Linked DNA regions of Xenopus tropicalis: region 2 is linked to region 1. The links are chromatin contacts, called in public Hi-C maps. All regions are on one chromosome and are shown on one strand. Each heading gives the region's core, a stretch centred on a gene start, on an enhancer-like site or on the middle of the called end of the contact. The rest is flanking DNA. Distances are from core to core; before and after follow the strand shown.

Evidence for each region. Hi-C and Micro-C count contacts between places; a contact is called where the count stands out from the background.
Region 2: a contact with region 1 is called in a Hi-C map of neurula embryo, with 4 times the contacts expected there. The contact joins the promoter of rsph14 here to the enhancer-like site in region 1. A contact is called at or near these places in 5 of 5 Hi-C or Micro-C datasets (brain, gastrula embryo, liver and 2 more).

Annotation. Positions count from the first base shown.
Region 1 is chr1:152,325,132-152,329,736 of UCB_Xtro_10.0, reverse strand. All of the region lies in intron 4 of rsph14 (radial spoke head 14 homolog), which reads left to right. Among named protein-coding and RNA genes, the nearest start is that of slc5a1.1, 25 kb to the right of the region's middle. Within about 2 kb of position 2,311, at least 2 of the 11 cell types and tissues checked have an H3K27ac peak or open chromatin away from gene starts, as enhancers often do. A contact at or near this core is called in neurula embryo, where this site is marked.
Region 2 is chr1:152,422,117-152,426,721 of UCB_Xtro_10.0, reverse strand. It overlaps rsph14 (radial spoke head 14 homolog), which reads left to right and starts at 2,417. Exons shown (of 7, transcript XM_002931916.5): 1 at 2,417-2,604.

The DNA of each region.
Region 1 (4,605 bases), core at 1,062-3,561:
ACCTCTTGGAGTCTGCAAAAGACTTGAGACTGGGGCGGAGGTTCACTTTCCAGCAGGACAACGACCCTAAACATAAAGCCAGGGCAACAATGCAATGGTTTAAAACAAAACATATCCATGTGTTAGAATGGCCCCGTCAAAGTCCAGATCTAAATCCAATCGAGAATCTGTGGCAAGATCTGAAAACTGCTGTTCACAAACGCTGTCCATCTAATCTGACTGAGCTGGAGCTGTTTTGCAAAGAAGAATGGGCAAGGATTTGAGTCTCTAGATGTGCAAAGCTGGTAGAGACATACCCTAAAAGATTGGCAGCTTTAATTGCAGCAAAAGGTGGTTCTACAAAGTATTGACTCAGGGGGCTGAATAATTACGCACACCCCACTTTGCAGTTATTTATTTGTAAAAAATGTTTGGAATCATGTATGATTTTCGTTCCACTGCTCACGTGTACACCACTTTGTTTTGGTCTTTCACATGGAATTCCAATAAAATTGATTCATGTTTGTGGCTGTAATGTGACAAAATGTGGAAAAGTTCAAGGGGGCCGAATACATTTGCAAGCCACTGTAACTCAAGGTTTCATGGGGACATCCCCCTGCATTAGTTATAATAAGGAAAGATCTCACTAGCAATTATTTACATGCATCACCACATGGCGCCGTATCTAGTCTGTTTTGTGTCTGGATGCGCACCACATGCGTATTGGACTTAGATATCAAGAAATGCATTTTCAACTATATTTGTCAAAAAAAAAAACTTTGGGAATCTGATATTTCTGCCTACCTACAGTGAACTATAGTGGTGGTTCCATTATGCTATAGCACTGCTTTCCTCACTGGGGGTTTAGCATTTTGTTCCGATACCGGCTACAAGAGGTAGTTAGGAGGTTCATTTTTTACACCAGCAGCGAATCCACTAAGTCTCACATTAGCTGTAGGTCAGTTTCTGTGTGGCCCATCTTTAGCCTCCCCACACAAAAAAGTCACCCTCCGCCTATGGCGGTGTGTATGTTTTCCCACCAGCGATTTACATTAATGCCAGTTGGAAAGCATTTCATGTCCATGATAGAGCAGATTTATCGCAGACAACTAATCCCCTTTTGTGCCATCACCCTAAAATAAAGAATGAATGATGATAAAGGGAAATACTAAAAAAAGAACCGGTTTCGCTTTGCTACAATTCTGACATTTGGCCAAAAGTACCCATGTCAGCTGGACAATGACCCTAAACACAAAGTAGCCAAAGTAGCAGTGGAGTTTATCATGGTTTCACAACTGCAGAACCCAAACATTATCTGACTAACCTGAACAACCTGCCAAAATCAGAAAATATCATTCTTAATATTTATTTTTTTAAAGGAATACTATTGCAGGAAAACATGTTTTTTTTAAATGCATCAGTTAATAGAGCTTCTCCAGCAGAATTCTGCACTGAAGTTGATTTTTTAAAAAAAAAGCAAACAGATTTTTTGATATTTAATTTTAAGGATGTGAACCCACAGAGCGGTTGTTTGCCGCGATAGATCTCTGCTATCACAGGCGATTAACCACTTAAGAGGTTAGTCGCCTGCAGGAGAAACTTTGTGCGACTTTGGAATACCAAAGCGATGCAAGGGGTTTTCCACCGGCGACTCCTATTCTTACCGGTGAAAGCCATTTCTGAGCATTTAGTCACCCACGATAGCAGAGATCTATTGCTGGTGACTGAACTGCTCCGTGGGTTCTTAGCTTTAAATTTGAGATAAAAGCTGTTTCCTAACTATTCCAGATGGCCACAGCCATATAACTTGTGCTCTGATAAAACTCTCACAAAACTGTCCCATGTGCCATTTGCCATAGCTTGTACAGTAAAGGAGATATAGATTTATAAACACATTATGCACTTGTAAATAATGTTACATTGACTTCTATAAACAATAACTCCAGATTCTAAAAACATTATACAGTAAGGGGCAAAAGTAGTGATACCCAAAAATATTAAATAAGTTGAGAGACATTGGGTAGTGGCACCACAAATACATTAAATACAGTAGGAAGTAGTGAGAACTTTAGCCCCAAATACATTAAATACAATGAGAGGCAAGGATTTCTAAAACCCAAGACCCCTTACCCTTTCAAATAGCAGCTTTCAAGAAGCCTGGAAATAATTGTAACATTGTAGAGTTCAAAACAATTTTAGGAATCGTTTGCACTGCTAAACATGCCCCAACCCCCCCAATGGTAGACATGAGATTAGCATCCAGGCAGGAGAAAGCCCATATTATGCAACTTGGGTCATATTGCACAAACAAAACAACCAACACAACAGGTTCCAGGCTCTCTGTTGCACTGGTTGCTTTGTTTGCATAATACAAGGGAATGTGTTCCCCAGCCTAGGCACCAGGCTGCTACTGATAAAAAGAGACCAGGGAGTGCTTGTCAGTTTGTTCTTACTTGGGTCTTATTGACCATACATTAAGCAGGAGAAACAAGTCAGGTCTCAGAGTGCAAAAGATACAAACAGGCAGATACTACTTTCAATAGCAATTATATTTAAAAATCATTGGAGATGTGTAAATCATGTGTGGTGGGAAGTTATAGCTTCTAATGCTAACGGCTACTACAAAGTACCCCGTTGCCACAAATATGGCAGCCCCCTCATAGAGGATCAATGGGGATCAGATAGGTAATGTAAAAGCATTGGGCAAATAAGTTTAAGGCAAAATTATAAATAGCATGAAAAGACAATGTTTTGATAGATGTAAAAAAGTTTTAATTTCTGGTTTCAGTATCTCTTTAAAAATTAATCTCACATTGAAAAGGTGCTATTGAATTCGATTGCATTAAAGGAAAGTAACACCAAAAAATCAATAAAAAGTTGTGTGTTTACTTCAAAAAAACGACTATAGTTTATATGAACAAAGCTTCTATGTAGGCAGCCATTCCAGCTGGAAAAAGGAGAAAAGGCACAAGTTACATAGCAGATAAAAGATGAGCTCTATAGAATACAATGGGAATGTACACTGCTTATATGTTATCTGTTTTGTAGCCCTTTCCTCCTATTTACAGTTTTAATAACTACTGGCATAGCTTCTTAACGCAAACACAACTATCTTTTTCCAAGAGTACTATTGTTCCTTCTTTAAAGGAAAATTCATATTTTATGTACTATTGCCCTGTAACGGCAAGAGTTCAGAGACACAGAGCAACTAGTAGCAGCTACTTTTTCATGGCTACTAAATGCAAGAAAATAGCCTGCCATAGGCAATACTGAAAATTGCCTCTGCTAAATCTTCACCCTTACTGGTACAGGGCAATAGTACAGAATATATGAATTTTCCTTTAAAGGACAAGGAAAGGCTAAGTCACTTGAGGGTACCAAAATGTTAGGCACCCCCAAGTGACTTAAATCGCCTACCTTGTACCCCGGGCTGGTGCCCCTGTTAGGAGAAAACAGCACCAGCCCAGGGTAGCTGTAGCGAGCGCTTCCTCCTTCCTGCTTTGTTCTGCCGGCAAATTCCTGGGACCGGCACATGCGACTTTATAGTTTAAGTTCGGCTTTTCACTCTACTGCGCATGCGTGCACGAGCGAAGATGGAAGGAGGAAGCGCTGCAGGTACCCTGGACTGGTGCTGTTCTCTCCTAACAGCCACCCTGGGCACCAGAACAAAATGCGCCCCCTGTGTTGTGGAAATGTGCATGATATCACTTCCGGGGGCATGTGCCGTCACTTCTGTAGGAGTGACGTGACATGCTGCAGCATGCCGCGGCATCAACCCCTCACCCTCCTAACTCTATCAACAGGTTTCCTTAGGAACTCTGCAGTGGAGGCCGGGGGATTTTTTTTTTCAAGGAAAAACCTTGGCTGCCCCAAAAAAACTGCTGCCTTAGGCACAGGCCCTCGGGTGCCTATATATAAATACAGCCCTGCATACAAGCCCCCTGAAAATACCAGAAACCACTATCCAAGATCTTAATCTCAGCAGCTGGCATACCAAGACCCTAACATGAATTACATAATTACTGCATAAGACAGGGATGCCGTATGATAAACTATCCCAAGAATATAACCTACTGAAACAAGACTTCTACATATATCTGTAAATTAGGCACCACCTCAGACCTAGTAACCCTCATAAACATGAATGTATCCTAAAAACAAATGGCCATAACACCTTCATACACAGCACAAAGAACAGGAATAAGCCTTTTATTTACCAAAATGAAAAGCTGCAACAACTGGACACTACATCCACGACCAGCATCTGGAACTGGGACAAACACCTAGAATGGCAGGAGGGGAAGAACTACTGTTAATATAAGAAATATATCAGCTAATGTAGCAAATTAGAGCCGTTGTTGGTGATGCCCCTCCCAGAGGAGCTTCAGGAGATGAGAAGGTGAAAAATAAAACTTTATACGTCAGTATTAAAAAAGCAGTTAAAAAAGCTTTCTGGTGAATTATTAGAAAACAATGGAAGTGGAAGAATGTTTGAAAGTTGAAACTACAGAATAATACAAAGCTGGATCACAGATGAAATTTAACCCAAGGAGAACCCCTTTTGTTTATTATGTCCAGCAGGATACACAGCAACTCCTTTAAATTCAGGAAGGTGAACCTATTAAA
Region 2 (4,605 bases), core at 1,168-3,667, 97 kb before region 1:
TGTCGCAACTTTTTCGTAACTGTTACTATTTGCTCGTATATTGTCGCGACTTTTTCGTAACTGTTACGATTTGCTCGTATATTGTCGCGACTTTTTCGTATTGAGCGCTCGTAAACGGCGGGCAAAACGTTCAGACTTTGCATGATTTTGGAAGCCTCCCATAGGACTCAATGGCACTCTGCAGCTCCAACCTGGCCCAAGGAAAGTCACGATACTGAAGCTTGAATGAATCCGAAACTTTCGTACTCGGCGCGGCGACTATGAAAAAGTTGCAACAATTCACGCAAGTCGTAACGCTACGAAAAAGTCGCAATAATTTACGAAAAAGTTGTAACGGCTACGAAAAAGTTGCGACAATTTACGAAAAAAATCGCAAAATACCGATCATTACGAAAAAAACGCATTCGGACACTTTTCGGACATTTGTGGATTAGTAAATGTGCCACTAGGAGTGCTAGATTGAAAAGGGCAGCTAAAAAAAGCAGCCTGCACTCCATTGAGGAGATTAAAGGGCAGCTTTATCAAAGTGTAAAATTAGAGGTCACCACATAAAGAAAAAAAAAAAAAATTACTCAAAACTTCCCTAATAAATGCACTACTAAAAATCCCGTAGGAATGAATAGAAAGTTTTTCTCCACTTTTGCTCATAAGAGAGAGAAAAGGTTTTCATAACTGAATTTAGTCTATTTCAGCTTAGAAAGGTTAGAAGTGTATCAATTATAGTTATTGGCACGTGGTATTAGCAATCCTAACAAAAGTAAAACATAGACATATATCATTGATTATACATATATAGAGTCAAAGCATGTCAGGAAATTATTTTCTTACCTTGTCCTTTATGCATGTAATCTAATCAGTTTTAAATACCAAAAGACAGTTCCATAAACAAATAACCATGGTGTGTCCCAGGAAATTTTGCAGCAATACACTGCCACACTCATACACTTACTTAGCCAAGGGGAGTTATAACTAACATTTTAAAGGTATGTTATGGTTCTGTGCTACATTTGCACTTGGCTGTTCCGATTGGTTAACCCCAGATTCTGTACATAATGCCTTCACTGTACTGACCCATAACGCACTGAAACATGTGCATATATTTCCGACAGGCCAAACCTCTATGCACATCTATGTGACATGTATGCAGACACCTAGGGGCAGATTTATCAAAATGCGAGTTTAGAGCTTAATACATAAAAACTCACCCATGTTCTATTCATTCCTATGTGATTTTTAGAAGTGTATTTATCAGTGAAAGTTAGAGTTCACCATTTAATAAATACACTTCTCAAAATCCCATAGGAATGAATAGAACACGGGTGAGTTTTTATGTACCAAGCTCTAAACTCACGTTTTGATAAATCTGCCCCCCATCGTAGTATTGTCTTCTCTGCTACATTCATTACTCAGGGCCCTACATACTGCCACCCCCAGAGACCCAGAATTCTGCTCCAACCCACCACAATGTGATACACATACCTGGAGGCCCTACACCAGGGGTAGGGAACCTATGGCTCGGGAGCCAGATGTGGCTCTTTTGATGGCTGCATCTGGCTCGCTTCCAAATCTTTAATAAAAAAAATAACGGGGGGCGTGGCCTGCGCTTGGTGGATAGAAGACGTGTTCTAAGCCTTAGAACACGTCTTCTATCCACCGAGTGCAGGCCACGCCCTCCTTCGCATCGCATCCGGCATCCTTGGGACCCACCCTACCTTGCCCCAGCATCCGCGGCCAAACATATTGTATGGCTCTCACGGAATTACATTTTAAAATATGTGGTGTTTATGGCTCTCTCAGCCAAAAAGGTTCCCAACCCCTGCCCTACACACTGTGCAACAGCTGCCCCACTGCAGTCATATAGGGTCATCACATACAGGACCTCCACAAACACACACAGGGCCCTAAAATCTAACCTAAATTACTTTGTGATCATAAAGGTGTATGGGTTCCACACAGACTGCCCTTACTCCCTCCACCCATAGACATATACAGTGCAGTGCACACTACCCTAACCCACCCATCAGTCATGCACCCCAACTCCGCCAAAAGGCCATAGACACACCCAGGGAGCCCACAAGCCCTTACCCAATCTACCCTCAAAATGGTGCTCACACAGAATCATAACATTGAACTGTGGCCCTACCTCAAAACAACTCATCAAACAACAAGTCACCACAAAAATATTTAGAGCAACACATTTGAGAAAACTGAGACCTGCAGATATTTAACTGCTTTGCTCTGTAGTTCACTGCATGTGGGATCGCAGCGCTTACAGAAAGCAGCGAGCTGCAATTGAATCTACATGGCAAAGAGCCCAACTCTCGCTCGAAGTTGAAATATCCATACCACGTGATGATGACGCCTCGCGTCACGTGGGAGGACGTCACCTGAGGCAATTAGAAAAGAGCAGCTACGCAGTACGCAAGGCCGTTGCCTAGTGACCGGAGAACGCCAAAGCGGCGCGACCAAGTTGATTTGGAGAGGACCAAACGCGCTGATCTTACACCGAAGCATCTGCTCTGACCGGTGTGGGGTGGATTTGGTATTTGATATTGAGTTGAATACAACATATTTATCAGCGCAACATCCGTCTGTTAAACGCAGGTATCCCAACACACTTGTTTACAATATTACATGTAGCATTCCCACACGTGAAATTACTTGTCTTTCTATCTCGTATAATCAGTGACCATCTGCGGAGCAAGAAAGTAAAGGGTTCCTATTCAACAGAAAATGACTGGGAAATGGCTTCATTTCTTCCACTTTTAGAACCCATTGTGGCCTTAAAGCTGGTATTTAGTGTTCACACAAACAACGTATTTGCAATTTCATTGCACAGTTTTTTTATGGCTTTACACTGCGTTCAAAAATTGGTGAAAATGCATCTCCCACTTGTGGGTATAAGCCCCAATGGCACTGGTGGTTTGAATTCCGCTGCCCTCTGGCAGAGAATTATTAAGGAAAAGGGGATTGTCTGATGCATTTAAAGTTGGGTGTTTGGGTGGGGTAAAGTTTTTTTCTTCTTTCCCTAAATTAAACACTATAAATAATTGTAAATAAATTTAGTAAGAGCGCGGACAGAGTCATCACATACTGTGCATTTAAAGTGTCAACAGGTGAATCTCCATGCAAAATATTTAAAGCGTATTTCTGCAGAGATTCGCCAGTCACCAGCTGATCTGGTTCACCGCTAAAGGTGGCCATACACGAGCAGATCCGCTCGCTTGGCGATGTCGCCAAGTGAGCGGATCTTCCCCCGATATCCCCACCTACGGGTGGGCGATATCGGGGACCATTTAGGTAAAAAAAATAATAATCCGATCGTTTGGCCCTGGGGCCAGACGATCGGATTATGTGGGCGGCAATGGGGCAGTCGGATCGGGGACCGCATCAACGAGCCGATGCGGTCCCCGATCCGACCAGATTTTCTAACCTGGCCGATCGAGATCTGGCCAATTTCAGGCCAGATATCGGTCGGCCAGGCCGCTCTGCTCTCCCCATACACGGGCCGATTAGCTGCCGAATCGGTCCAAGGGACCGATATCGGCAGCTATAGTCGGCCCGTGTATGGCCACCTTTATGGTAATGCTGTAGAATTCAAAGTATCAGAACAGAGAGAGTATTTGATCAACGGAGCACTATGATAAAAGGGTAAATCACATTATTAACTATTAATGTAGTGCAGGCAAATCAACATTTTTAATGTATGTATATCTTTATGTATGTATATCTTTATTTATAAAGCGCTACTTATGTACGCAGCGCTGTACAGTAGAATACATTAATACAAACAGGGTGTTAATAAGATAATAGATAAATACAAAGTATAATAATAAATACAGATGAATACAGCAGCAATAAGTTAAGAGTTGAGGACACAAGAGGAAGGAGGTCCCTGCCCTGTAGAGCTTACAATCTATATGGGAGGGTAACTAACAGACACAAATAGGCAAATATAAGTGCTGTAGGTCACAGTGGGTGACACTACAATATGAGTGCCAGTTCCCAGATTAGGTGCTGGGAGAGTGCTCCAAAAGGTAGTCTTTAACCTTAGTTTTAAAAAGACTGGGGGAGGATTCTCTCCGGAGGAAATCGTAATTGCTTTGTGTTCAGGTGATTGTCACCCAAGAGCACTGACCAGCGATTGCCCATTTGCCAGGCATTTGCCATAATAATGAAGAGGAAGTTATTTCATATGTTTTGTCACCTGCCAGTGGAGCTAATAATGGGGCCAAAACATGGAATTGTCAATTGCACTGTGCAAGTACAGACAGTTGCCATTGCTGTATAATGGGAGGCTGACCAGATGTTTTGTCTTGTCATTAGAGTTTTATGTTTAAACTTTCGCCTTTAAAGGAACAGTTTAGTGTAAAAATTAAACTGGGTAAAATAGACAGACTGGGCAAAATAAAAAATTGTTAGGCAAAAATGTAATCTATAAAGGCTGGAGCGGGCAGATGTCTAATATAGTGGCCAGAACTCTACTTTCAGCTCTCTATCCTCTTAGTCAGTGACTTAGGGGGGGCACATGGGACATAAATGTTCAGTTAGTTTGTGAGCACACAGGTCAGATTCAAATGCAAACTAACTGAACAGTTATGTCCC